Linked DNA regions of Ovis aries: regions 1 and 2 are each linked to region 3. A link is a contact called in public Hi-C data. All regions are on one chromosome and are shown on one strand. Each heading gives the region's core, a stretch centred on a gene start, on an enhancer-like site or on the middle of the called end of the contact. The rest is flanking DNA. Distances are from core to core; before and after follow the strand shown.

Evidence for each region. A called contact is a pair of places that touch in the nucleus more often than the background predicts.
Region 1: a Hi-C map of hypothalamus shows a contact between it and region 3, with 4 times the contacts expected there. The contact joins two enhancer-like sites. A contact is called at or near these places in 3 of 16 Hi-C or Micro-C datasets (hypothalamus, muscle and tail adipose tissue).
Region 2: a Hi-C map of mixed tissues shows a contact between it and region 3, with 7 times the contacts expected there. The contact joins two enhancer-like sites. A contact is called at or near these places in 2 of 16 Hi-C or Micro-C datasets (mixed tissues and tail adipose tissue).

Annotation. Positions count from the first base shown.
Region 1 is chr21:32,425,934-32,429,707 of ARS-UI_Ramb_v3.0, forward strand. The region is part of intron 1 of NTM (neurotrimin); the gene reads right to left. Among named protein-coding and RNA genes, the nearest start is that of NTM, 490 kb to the right of the region's middle. Within about 2 kb of position 2,503, at least 6 of the 54 cell types and tissues checked have an H3K27ac peak or open chromatin away from gene starts, as enhancers often do. A contact at or near this core is called in hypothalamus, where this site is marked.
Region 2 is chr21:32,548,302-32,552,492 of ARS-UI_Ramb_v3.0, forward strand. The region is part of intron 1 of NTM (neurotrimin); the gene reads right to left. Among named protein-coding and RNA genes, the nearest start is that of NTM, 370 kb to the right of the region's middle. Within about 2 kb of position 2,495, at least 3 of the 54 cell types and tissues checked have an H3K27ac peak or open chromatin away from gene starts, as enhancers often do.
Region 3 is chr21:31,284,072-31,288,205 of ARS-UI_Ramb_v3.0, forward strand. The region is part of intron 1 of OPCML (opioid binding protein/cell adhesion molecule like); the gene reads left to right. Among named protein-coding and RNA genes, the nearest start is that of OPCML, 430 kb to the left of the region's middle. Within about 2 kb of position 1,885, at least 5 of the 54 cell types and tissues checked have an H3K27ac peak or open chromatin away from gene starts, as enhancers often do. A contact at or near this core is called in hypothalamus, where this site is marked.

The sequences.
Region 1 (3,774 bases), core at 1,253-3,752, 1.1 Mb after region 3:
ACCAGGATTCAACTCAGCTCCATTTACACCCAAAGCCCACCTGCTCCCTTTCTGCTGTTTTTCACTGAGGAAATACTTCCCCTTCTCTGGGTTGCGCCTTCACCAGAGCTCAGCAGCATGGACTTGTTAAAGGCCAAGTCTCTGTAGTCAGAATTCCCGGGCTCATGTCTTAGCCTCACCTCTTGAAGGCTGCAGACCTTTAGGCAAGTTACTTTCACTTTTCATGTCTCAGTTCTTCCATCTTGTGTGATTGGCATCTCTCCTGCAGAGTGATGCTAGTGGTCAAGAACCTAGAGACGTAAGAGACACAGGTTTACCCTGGCTCGGGAAGAGCCCCTAGAGGAGGCTCGGCAACTCAGTCCAGTATTCCTGCCAGAGAATCCCATGGACAGAGGAGTCTGTTGGGCCACAGTCCGTGGGGTCACAAAGAGTCAGACATGACTGAAGCAACTTAGCACCCACACACACTGCAGAGAAGTGGCCTAAATCAAATGTGATGACTTCCACACAGCACATAGTAATCAGCAAATGCCAGCCGATCTAGACCTCTAGCAAGGATGAAGACCCTTGGGTTTAGGGAAGATGGATTAAGCAACTGGCAGTGCTCACGTTGTAGTGATGGCTCCCACCTGGATGACCGAGGCAAGGCCTTGGAGTTAGCCCTGTTCCCAACAGGAATTCCGAGCACTATCTTGGGTGAGGAGGACGGGGACAGGAGAGAAAGGATGTGACGATGGCAGCTGACTTGAGATCCACAATTAAGTCTTCTAAATTATCACTGAAGTTTCCTTCTGTGTCTAAAAGTCTATATAATCTTACTAAGAATAAAATAAAATGAGAACATAAATTTTTAGAAATAGCATTTGGAAGCCTGAAAGCTGGCATCGACTAAGCCATCTGAAATAATGTTAAATTTTATTTGGCTTAAAAGAGGAGCAAGGAAAGGATGGGCCAGCTTCTCGGGGAGGCTCAGGAGCATTAACAGATGTCAGAGGCTGCAGAGCTTCTTGGGTCCTGGTTTATGTCCACAGCCCCTGGAAGGGGAAGAGAAAAACGGTCAAGCTAGGAAGGGTAGGAAGAGTCCTGTTAGAATGACACAGGGAGGCATGCGCTTGGAAGGGACTGTCTTTCTCTGAAACAACGGTGCTCCCATGAGCTGGAGGAGAGGAGAGGAGAGTGGGCGAGAGTTTGAGCCAAGAGATGAGACCCCCTCCCTCCCTCAGCTGCCCCTGATGGGCGAGGGCGGACAGGGAAGACTTGTCAGTCCCGAGGGGACAAGACAAAGGGGTTACAAATCAAATGACTGAGCCCATCACTGCCCCCAGTTAGGAGCTGAGGAAACTGAAGGCAGAAGGGAAGTGTCAGTGGAAAAAGACGAGGGTCTCTTGTCTCTTGTTTCTGGCCTGGGGGAAAGATCGCCATCAACATCCTCACATTGAAGCTTAGCTAAGGAAAAAGCAAATAGAGGTAAACGTTTGTGTTAATCTACCCAAGGGCTCTACTGAGTTCCCAGGTAGAATAGTGGTGGGAACAGGAAGTGAGTCGCCTTCATGGTCGGGGGTGAGCTCTGCAAGGAACCGCAGGCAGTGTGTGAAAGAGGGGGCAGGTTACAGGGCAGGGCGCCCAGAGAGGTCCGAGCTGGGAGTGGATGCTGCGAGATCAGGTCAGCGGGGTGCTTCATGGAGCAGGCGGCTCATGAAGGGGGAGATTTGAAGGGAGTGAGGCATCTGGAAATGGAACAGAAGAAGGACGAATTTAAACACACACACAGTTGATGATGGAGAGAGAGGCTGCCAGAGCTCAGTGCGGGGGAGGGAAGGGAAGAGGCTCGGGCTGGCTCTGGAAGGAGCAGGTGATGGGGTGGCAGGAGGGGAAGCTGTGTCATCTCCAGGCTGAGGCGGGCTGGCAGTGGAGACGGCTGAGACGCCGGGGCCACAGATACAATCGCAGAGTTGCGCTTAGGGAAGATTAACCTCCTGGCAGTGGGCAAGATGAGGTGGGAGTCAGAGAGACTGTGGGCAGAGATCCCAAGGAGAGAAGTAGGTGAGGTCCCCCTGGGAAGAAGTGAAGGGCTTTCCCGGAGGGGAGGGATGAGGAGATGGGCAAGATGCTTTGATAAAACCTGGCAGAGAGGACTAGAGGGAAAGGGTGGGAGAGAGGTAATGCAGCCCCACAACCTCCCCAGTGAAACCACAGGCACCCCACACTCCCGGCTGCTCCCAGACTGTAAGGTTCTCACTCTGATGGGTCCGGAGGGCCAGTGAGGAGGGAACAAAAGGAGGTCCCTTAGCGCAGGCGCTTAAATCAGCGTTAAAGCACACAGGCTCCTTCATGGAGAAACAGAGCTGCTAGGTCTGTTCAAGGTTTCCTCAGGCTCCATGCTCTCCATGCAGGTGGGGTGTGATGTCCCTTAATCCCTGTGTTCAACGCTCTCTTCCCCTCTAGGTCTCTAGCAATCCAGGCGTCGCCTCCTTCAAACTTGTACCTACAGCACCATCTGCTGGTGTGGGATCCTGCGGCATCTGGGCTTGTGCTAAATCTTCCTTCTGTGCCCTCAACACGCCCTCACCCGCCATACCTATTCCCTGCCCATCTCACCCACCCACCCACGCACACACATATACCCAAACGCACAGAGCACACATATGCACACACAGACACACAGATGCACCTACAGAGATGCACACACAGAACAGATATAGATGCAGACACTAGTGTGTGCATACACACACACGCGGCCGGCTCTTTCTCTCTTCGACACCCCGGCCTCCGTACATGCACCTCCTGCCCGCCTGGCCTCCTGCGCTTGCTTCCGCTCTGCGCTCCCCAGCCCCCGAGCTCTGCTCTCTGGCAGGACCGGGAACTGAAGCTGAGCCTTGCTTTCCCAGCCCTGCTGCAAAGTGGAACCGGCAGACGGGTAGGACGGCAGGATTTGAGAGGACAACCAGCTGGGCGTCTGAGAAGTTAATCTGCTGGTTAATTTGCTGCAGACTGCTAACTGTTCCTGTGATTCCCTCCGACCCTCGGCTCCCCCATCCCAGGGACCTGGGAGGAGAGAGGCTGGCCCTTCTTCCCGCCCACCAGTGTCCTGCTCTCTGTCTTGGCATCTGCACACACCATGCCCTGCTCATTCCAGAAGATTCCGGAAGACAACCTGGCTCCTCCACACGCATTTCCTATTAACCCACTTTCCCAAAGACATTGGTTTGTCTAAAGGATCCCAAGTTCAGATGGATTTTATTTCTAAACCAGAAAAATCATGGCACTAATGAAAATAACTGCCTTTTAAGAAAATGCCACTCCCTGCCACATCTCTTAATAGCTGCCTCTTGGCAGCAGCCTAAATGATGAGTCCACCAACCTGCTTAAAATGTATGGGAGGTTCTTTCAAAAGTAATCCAAGGGTCATTTCTGACTGCAGATGTGAAATCTTTTGTCAGTGGTCGCCGGTCCCATGCAGGGCACAGGTATTTGTAGTCCACACAGATTTGTGTGTGTGTGTTTGGGGGAGAACACACATACACACACTGAGTTCATGCAAGGTAGGTTCTTGGTTCTGAACATTCATTCCTCTGGGCTTTGGGGATCCATGGAGAATAGGTGCCCTGTACCTGCAGACAGGTGGGTCCAGGTCTCTGATGCTCTGCTCCCTGGGTTAGTATCAGCCTCCGGGTCCCCAGCATCCCCATCCCCCACTGAGAAGCAGACCCCACCCACCCATCGCAATGTCACGACTCACTTGCCTGGCAGTTCCCAAGTCCCAGCCACAGTCTA
Region 2 (4,191 bases), core at 1,245-3,744, 1.3 Mb after region 3:
ATGTTGCTTCAAAGATAGTATTTTGTAGAAAATGTGAAGTATGACTCAGTTTTTTTTTCAAATGTAAATATTGCATTCAATTTCACACCAGTGTCCAGAATGAAGCATTTGTGTATTAATGCGGCCACATCATCAGAGTTGACTACAAGTAAGTGGAGAATGAGATGGTTGGATGGCATCACCAACTCAGTGGACATGAATCTGAGCAAATTCTGAGAGACAGTGGAGGACAGAGGAACCTGGTTTGCTGTAGTCCACGGGGTCATAAAGAGTCGAACATGACTTAGCCACAGAACAAGAGCAACAAAGTAGTGGGGAAAAAGATAGAAGCTGGATTTGGGATTAAAGATGAAAGTTTAAGAACGGTACCGTTTGTAGCTATACATTTAAATGAACCACCAACTAGAACAATGGGAAACTATATAAAGTAGTCTCCAGTGGACTTAACACCTTGGACTTTTCTGCTTGTTGCTTAAGTCAGGCCACTTGCTCTCAGCAGAAAACTGTGATGTCCACTGATCACTGAGAGCTCTTTGAAACCCATTTAATCCCATAGACTATTCAATGAAGGTCTGCATAAAATGTGAAGCTAGCAGAATAATACTAAACATTAAGTCCTTAATCCAGATTTTATCCACAGAATACATTTTTCATAATTGTGTTTTTAAAAATGTTCTCTGCCTTTTAATTTGAGGTGGGTTTATTTCCCCCTGTGTGTGTTCGTCACTCAGTTGTGTCTGACTCTTTGTGACTCCATGGATTGGAGCCCACCAGGCTCCTCTGTTTATGGAATCCTCCAGGCAAGAACACTAGAGTGCTTAGCTATTCCCTTCTCCAGGGGATCTTTCCAACCCAGAGACTGAACCCTGGTTTCCTGTGATGCAGGCAGATTTTTTACCATCTGAGCCACCAGGGAAGCCCCTTATTTCAACTGGGTGCATTTTTGCTAATCTTTGTTCTGTTGCCTCTGCCTTGGTTAAGTTTCTCTGTGAGAGAATTAAATTTCCCTGAATCCTGATTTTGCATGAATCCCTTAGGGATAACTTCCTTTTAAGAAAACAAAACATCAAAGATAACAACACTAGCCAACCGAAGATTTAACTTTAAGTCACAGTGGAATCTGGAAGAACTTTAAGTCCTGGCATGACCGTCATGTTCCCTGAGTTAATGGGAGTGTCTTCAGTCATACGGCACCGCCTATAGAACTAATTGGTCCGCCCCTGCGGATGGATGCTAGAAAAGCAGGAGAGAGTCAGCTACCAAATCTTCTTCTGTCCAAATTTGCCTTGACCATGCAGCCACATGGGGCTTCCCACGTGGCACTACTAAAGAGCCCACCTGCCAATTCAGGAGACAGAAGAGACGCATGTTTGATCCCTGGGTGGGCCAGAGCCCCTGGAGGAGGGCATGGTAACCCCCTCCAGTATTCTTGTCTGGAGAATCCCCATGAAGAGTAGCCTGGTGGGATACAATCCACAGGGTCTCAAAGAGTTGGACGCAACTGAAGCGGCTGAACACAGAGGCACACACACGCAGCTACACAGACTCTGCCTCACCCATCCATCCTGTTCAAGACGGCAGAAATATTCTGGGGGAAATGGCATGTCCAGGGGCATCCGTCAGGGTCCAGACAGGCAGAGGGCATGCATGGCAGGCCTCCAACAGAAGGAATTTCACATGAGAGCTAGCTATAAAGTTGTTGGAAAAGTGAAGGAGTAGATAATAAGGCAACCTATAAATCAGCAGGCCTAGGACTGAAGGGTCAAAGAGAGACATGATGTTCCCAGTGCCAAGAGCTGCCCAGGACTGTACTGGGCCAGGAGAAGTGGCCCAAGGTCAGCCCCGCACACCCTACTGAAGGCAGAAGCCGTCGCTCTGGGCTCCCAGGTGGCACTGGACGCCCTGCTCCAAGCAGCCTGACCAGCCAAAATTTTATGGCTCGTAGAATTGCTGGATCCCCTCTCTAAACAGAGCCCCTAGTTCTGCTTCAGTGACCTCCCACGGCAATCAACTGCAGAGCAGATAAAGAAGCACTTCCTTTTAATGGCTTGGAACTCACTGGCCATAAATTTCCCCAAGTGCCCACAGGTCTATGCACTGCTGCAGGTGAAGTAAGTCAGAGGAGTAAGCAGTCTTCACTATCCTCCTTGCACTTTTTCCTTGCTTTCCTCCCTGAGATAAAATGATCCCCTAATTGAGCAAACCTTTAGCAGGAGGAGACCCCTCCCATTTCTCGGAGTGGATTAAGACCCTTCTTTATTCCTCCTAAATCCAACACGCCCTTCCTTTCCTTTCAGAAGCATCGGTGGACTGTGAAAACGACATTTCAGCCTGATTCTTAACCCCACTGCTCTCATCCTCGCCTGCCCACGAACACCAGTGAGTGTGAGGGATGCTGTGCAGTAACCAATAAGCCCAGAGCCCCTTTCAGAATCAGGGTCTTTGTCAGCAAAGAGCGCCTCCTTTCACCACAATGTTATGGTTTCTGGAAGTTGAGACACTGCCCTCTACTGGCCAAACAGGGTAGCAGCGGGAAAAGAAGCAGTTCCCCAGACTAGGGATGACAAATACCTGGTCCTTTCCTGGCATTCCTAGAATGGAGCTGTGAGCTGGATGTTACTATCCTCACTTTGCAGAGATGTTTAACAACTTGGCCTAACTCTCAGAGTGAGTTAGGAAGCAAAGTTGGGATTAGAATCAGATCTGAGTCACTACAAAATCCACATTATTTTCACTGTATAACACTGATTCCAATTTTCCTTGCGGAGAGCATCATGCAATGCAAAACACGCTGCAGAGAAAATCTGCCCACGTGTGAGTTCAAGCCTTCTGGTCGTGATGTGGTACGCTGGAAGAGTTGCAAGCTTTAACAAATGAAAATACAGGATACTTAGTAACATGCAAATTTCAGACAAATGACAATTTTTGTTTTGTTTTTACTATAAGTGTGTCCCAAATACTACACAAGTCATATATTTTTTTTAACAAGGCATACTTATTTTGCTAAAACTGTCATGTACCACAGACTGCAATTTGGGTGGTCATCCTGTATTTTTTGTGGCAACCCTCAATGTAGTCCATCTCTATCTTGATGCCTTGAGCTTCCAGCTTCACTTTGCCATGACAAGCTGAAAATGTCATCAAGGAAAAAACAATCCATCTCTCCTCTGCTTCATTGCCGGTCTCCACTCCCAGGACCACTGGAACTTCTCCTCAGCCAAGAGGGAAACCTCTACATATGACCATTGCGCTGATGTGCCCGGTGGAGATTTGTAAACCAGCTTAATCAGGATGTCATAGATAAATGCATATATACTTACATACCTTGTATATATGATGCTATATATATATATATATATATATATACACACACACACAAGCAATAGAAAGTATTCATTTCGGCGTATATGAGTCTGATGAATATGTATGTGTACATCTATATAACCATCACCCAAGTCAAGATACAGACTGTTTTCACACCCCAGGAAGTTGCCTTATATCCTCTGCAGTCGGTCCCCACTCCTCGGTCAGCCCCAGGAAACACCAGTCTACTTTTGTCACTATAGGTTACTCTTGCTTTTCCTAGGAGTCCTCAGAATGGACGTAAAGGACTGTAGCATCTGTGCTCTGTGATCTGTGTATTGGAGATCCAGCCCTATTGTTGCCTGTATCAATAGTTCATTCCAATTTATTGATAAGTCAATTCCATATACAGATTTACCATCAATATGTATCCACTTGGGTTTCCCTGATAGCTCAGTTGGTAAAGAATCCACCTGCAATGCAGGAGACCCTGGTTTGATTCCTGGCTTGGGAAGATCCCCTGGAGAAGGGATAGGTTACCCATTCCAGTATTCTGGCTTGGAGAATCCCATGGACTGTATACTCCATGAGGTCGCAAAGAGTGAGCAACTTTCACTTCACTTCGCTTCATGTATCCATTTACCCAGTGATGGACATGGATTGTTCCCAAATTTGGCTAATATAATTAAAGCTATTGTTAACAACTGGGCACAAGTCTTTGTACAGATGGATAATTTTATTTTGCATATCCACCGTCACTGCACATTCATGCCAGTCACTCCAGATGTAGGCCAACACCTGGTTATTATGGTCAGTCTTAAAATTATTAGTCATTATAATAGATGTGGAGTGATATCTCATAGTGGTTTTGGCTTGCATTTCCCTGAG
Region 3 (4,134 bases), core at 635-3,134:
TACAAGGCGCCCTCGGGCACAGAAATGTGTTTGCACGACCTTTCAAATCCCTCCTCCTCCATACGTCTTACTTTGCTCCTTGGTCCTAAGAAAAACTAGTACATCTCTAAGTTTCCCTTCCATCTGCAGTTTGTTCCACTCGATAAAGGAGCTGAAATTCTCCTGGCCTTGAGCTCTTTCCAGGGTTCGGTCAGAGTCAGGTCTGAGAGCTCCCAGAGTTAGGAGTTCCTCATTCCAACCTTAAGGGGTCCCCCCACATAGATGAGAAAGTGTGATCATTGAAGAAGCATGAGAGGTGATTTGTGGGAGAAGGAGCCTGGCGTCTGAACCCAGATGGGCCTGTTCAAGTTCAAGGTCTCTCTTTCCTGCTGTAGATCCCCGAGCTTCAGTTCTGTGAGCCTCAGATTCCTGTTAAATGGCACCACTTATACATACTTCAAAAGATCGTTATGGGTATGGGTAAGTGCATCCATATGGGCGCGCGCCACAGTTTCTCAAGCACGTCACGCCATAAATGAGCAACAGAGGGGAGAGTAAGAACTGATTCCTTAGAATCAAATGCAATCACTTCTTTTAGTAATTTTTTTTTTTTTTTTTTTGCTTTATTTGTTTGGTGGTTTTTCTTTTCGGGTAGCCTCCACCTATATTATCTGCATGCAGCTCTGTGAGGGTGGGGGCACACAGAGCTGGAGGCGGAGCCTCGCCGGATGGATGAAGGGCCGGGGGTATCCTGACAGCTTGCGCGGAGACGCACCGTGACTCCGGTCTTCCTGGTTCCACACGGCTCTGCCATCAGAAACCAGAACTGGGCTTCCCTGACGTCTCAGTGGGTAAAGACTTCACCCGCGATGCAGGAGATGGAGGAGATAAGGGTTGGATCCCTGGGTTGGGAAGATCCCCTGGAGGAGGAAATGGCAACCCACTCCAGTATTCTTGCCTGGAGAATTCCATGGACAGAGGAGCCTGGCGGGGTACTGTCTATGGGGTCACAAACAGCTGGGCAGGACTGAGCAACGCAGCAGCAGCAGCGGTGGAGACACTGCCAGACCCAAAGCAGGGTTTGGTCCCTTGAACTAACAAGAATCTCAATCAAGTCTCAGACTCTGGCACCTGGTGTCTTGCTGTAAACAGTGTGGTGGGGCCAGGCCTGACATTGGCACTTTTTCTCCCCGCAAAGGCTCTTTCCAGTGCTATTATTTTGAGCGTTCAAAGAACATGTCTGCGTTCAGGAGGTGGCTGTGGTTGAGAGTCCCAGTGTGTTCACCAGCTGTGAGACTGCTTTCCTGCCCAGGGGAAGGACCACCAGGATGCTTGTTGGTGGGCCCTCCCAGCCTGTCACACGCCTGCATGTGGTCCCGTCCTTGGTGAGCAGTGGTGTAGACATAGCATCCTGTCTACTTCCAGGTGGGGCCTTCAGGAGTGCCCATCACCTCTGACCCCGGGCACCCCCCCCCCCCCGCCCCCCGCCCCCTAGCCTGGGTTTCATTTTCCTCCTGTTCTTGTCCCTGTGGGCACATCCCACAGGTGGGGATGGAATATGGACTCCACAGCAGTGGCCCCTGTCTGCTTTGCCCAACATTGTCTTGTTGGCACATAGTAAGTTTCGGGAATGTCTCTGGAGTATGATGAATAAGATCTTTCCTACATCCTCTGCCCACCCCACGACAGGCTGTGTGGTCATAGAGGCATTTGGGTCCCCTGCCCTGCCACAAGCCATGCTGCCTATGTCATTGCGGCCATGGGACAAAGGGGACCTTGCCTTTCCTGTGGGTCAGCCTGCCACCCAGGCTTCTCCTACGCAGGAAGGTCATCCGCACCCACCCCACCTCAGCTCTCAGCCCGGAAGCCTGTGGGTGAGGCGCAGTGCCCACAACTGGCCACAGGGTGGAGCCAGCGCTCCACGAGTGAGCTGAGACGGGGCCCAGAGGAGGGGCCACTCCAGCAGCCCCTGCCTTCCTGATCCCTGCTCCCCGTCCCCTCCACCCTCTCCAGGGCTGCTCGCTGCCTGTCCTCTGCTCCCTTGGACCAGGGCCGCCTCTTCTCTTTGCCTCAGGCCCCCAAAAGGCCTCCAGATGAGGGACTTTAGGAAACGGGGTGAGTAGCAGGGGCGGGTTCGGTTTTTTTTTTTTTTCAGGATTTGAAAGCAGTATTTCCCAGGACCCGTCTACAACTGACACATTCAAGTGATCAAATCCTGTTCACAGTAACCAGCCTGCCAAAACACATCCAGGAATTTTTTTTTTTTCCCCAACTCAGAAGCCGCTTTGAAGATCTGTCTTGTATTAATGATCACAAACCGCTCTGTAAATGACCTTTTTTGAGCATGAAGCTGATGAAAACCTTATAGCATATACATGGGACCCAGAGTCATTGTTCACGTCCTATTAAAGCAAGTGCGAATGCAGACGTACTTCCCAGTGGGGCTGGAACGAAGGACACAGAGAATCTTCTAGAGCCAGAGAACCTGCTCTGAAGACCTTTCATGAGCGTGCAATATACGTTCCGGTTTTTGTTTGGGTTTTTTTTTTTTTTTTTTTTTTTTTGGTGGCACACTGGAGACTGTCTTGCTGCTGGACTTAAAGGAGACAGGAGAGGTGGAAAGTGCCCCTGGGAGGAGCTAGGGCCCCAGCGGAGAAGGCTCTTGGTTGTTTTTCTCTCCGTTTTCGTAGAACAGGAGGCATGTGTGCTGGCTCTGCTGGTCTCTTATTATAGACTGAGCTGCCAGCAAGGGGAGGAAGGATGGACCTGCCCGCTGGCCTGGTTGCTCTCTGCATGGGCAGGTCTCTCCGCATCAGCTGGGAGGATGACTCAGATAAACCAGGAGGGCACAGGATCCCTGAAACCCAGACAGGTCCTCGAAGGATGCTAGGCAGGCGCAAGGAGCCCAGCGGAAGTCTAGAAGGGGACGACAGAGGACAAGATGGCTGGATGGCATCACCCACTCGATGGACATGAGTTTGAGCAAGCTCTGGGAGTTGGTGATGGACCAGGAAGCCTGGTGTGCTGCAGTCCATGGAGTTGCAAAGAGCTGGATACGACTGAGAGACTGAATAACAAAACTCCCTTGATGGATGGATGACAGCCAACCAAGTCGGATCTCAGGAAGGGAGCCAGCGGTGCAGCTGCTGAGCCCACTCCAGCTCGGAACCGGGCCGGGTGGTCAGGGCAGGAGCAGCCGAGCGGGGGTGCGGGGCTGCCTCCGGGGCTGCGGCAAACGGCCCCGGTGCCAGCGACATGTGAAAGTCCACGAGGGGTCCAGAGCCAACAGCGCTGAGAGGAAGAGATGCGGAGCAGGGAAGCAGGCAAGGCAGAGCCGTCCGGGCCAAGAGCTTCACCTGCCCCCCGAGATGCAAATCCTCAACCGAAGGCCCTGTCTTCTTAGATCCTAGGAACTGCAGCTGAAATATCCTGGGGAACTCCTCGGGCCTGTTGGCAGCAGTGCTGGGGCCGTTCAGGGTAGAGCAGAGAAGACTCTGGAGGCAGCTCGTGTTCTCTGTCCCTCCACTCATGCACGAGGACCCAGGAGACCTGGGACAGGGACGGCTCAGGGAGGACCATGGGCCCCCTTTGCCCAGGCTGTGGTCAGAGTGGGAGAATCCAGCAGGACAGCTGGGTGGGCTGAGCGCAAGGGGCGGGAGGGTCTGGAGTGAGAGCTTTGCTGCATTCTGATGGGGTTGTGAGTGCAGAGCCGGGGCCCCCAGCACAACTGAGCGAAACACAACACACACCCTGGAGGTTACACTGAGCCCAGGCCGGACTGAAGGACCTCCTCTAAAAATCATCTTTACACCATTCCTAAGAAACGTATTCTCGCTAGTATCCCTTCTTGCAGCCAAAGGGCACCCCATGCCCCTTACATTGAACATCCTCAAAGGTTCCACTGAAGCTCTCAGATTTTCTAATGCCTACCTCCCGCTGTGATTTTACGTTCTTGTGCCATTTGTGAAGGCACCGAAGTGTGCACAGATGGGGGAAAAAAAAGAAATGAAATCAAGAATCCTGCCTAATTATACTTGCAGAAAAGTTTGGGGAGGAGAGGTGAGAAGGCTTCTTTTGCATAGAACGCATTAAAATAATGTATGGAGATGCTCTCCCTTCCAGCGAAGGAGGTGGTCAAGACTAGAGGATCAATCT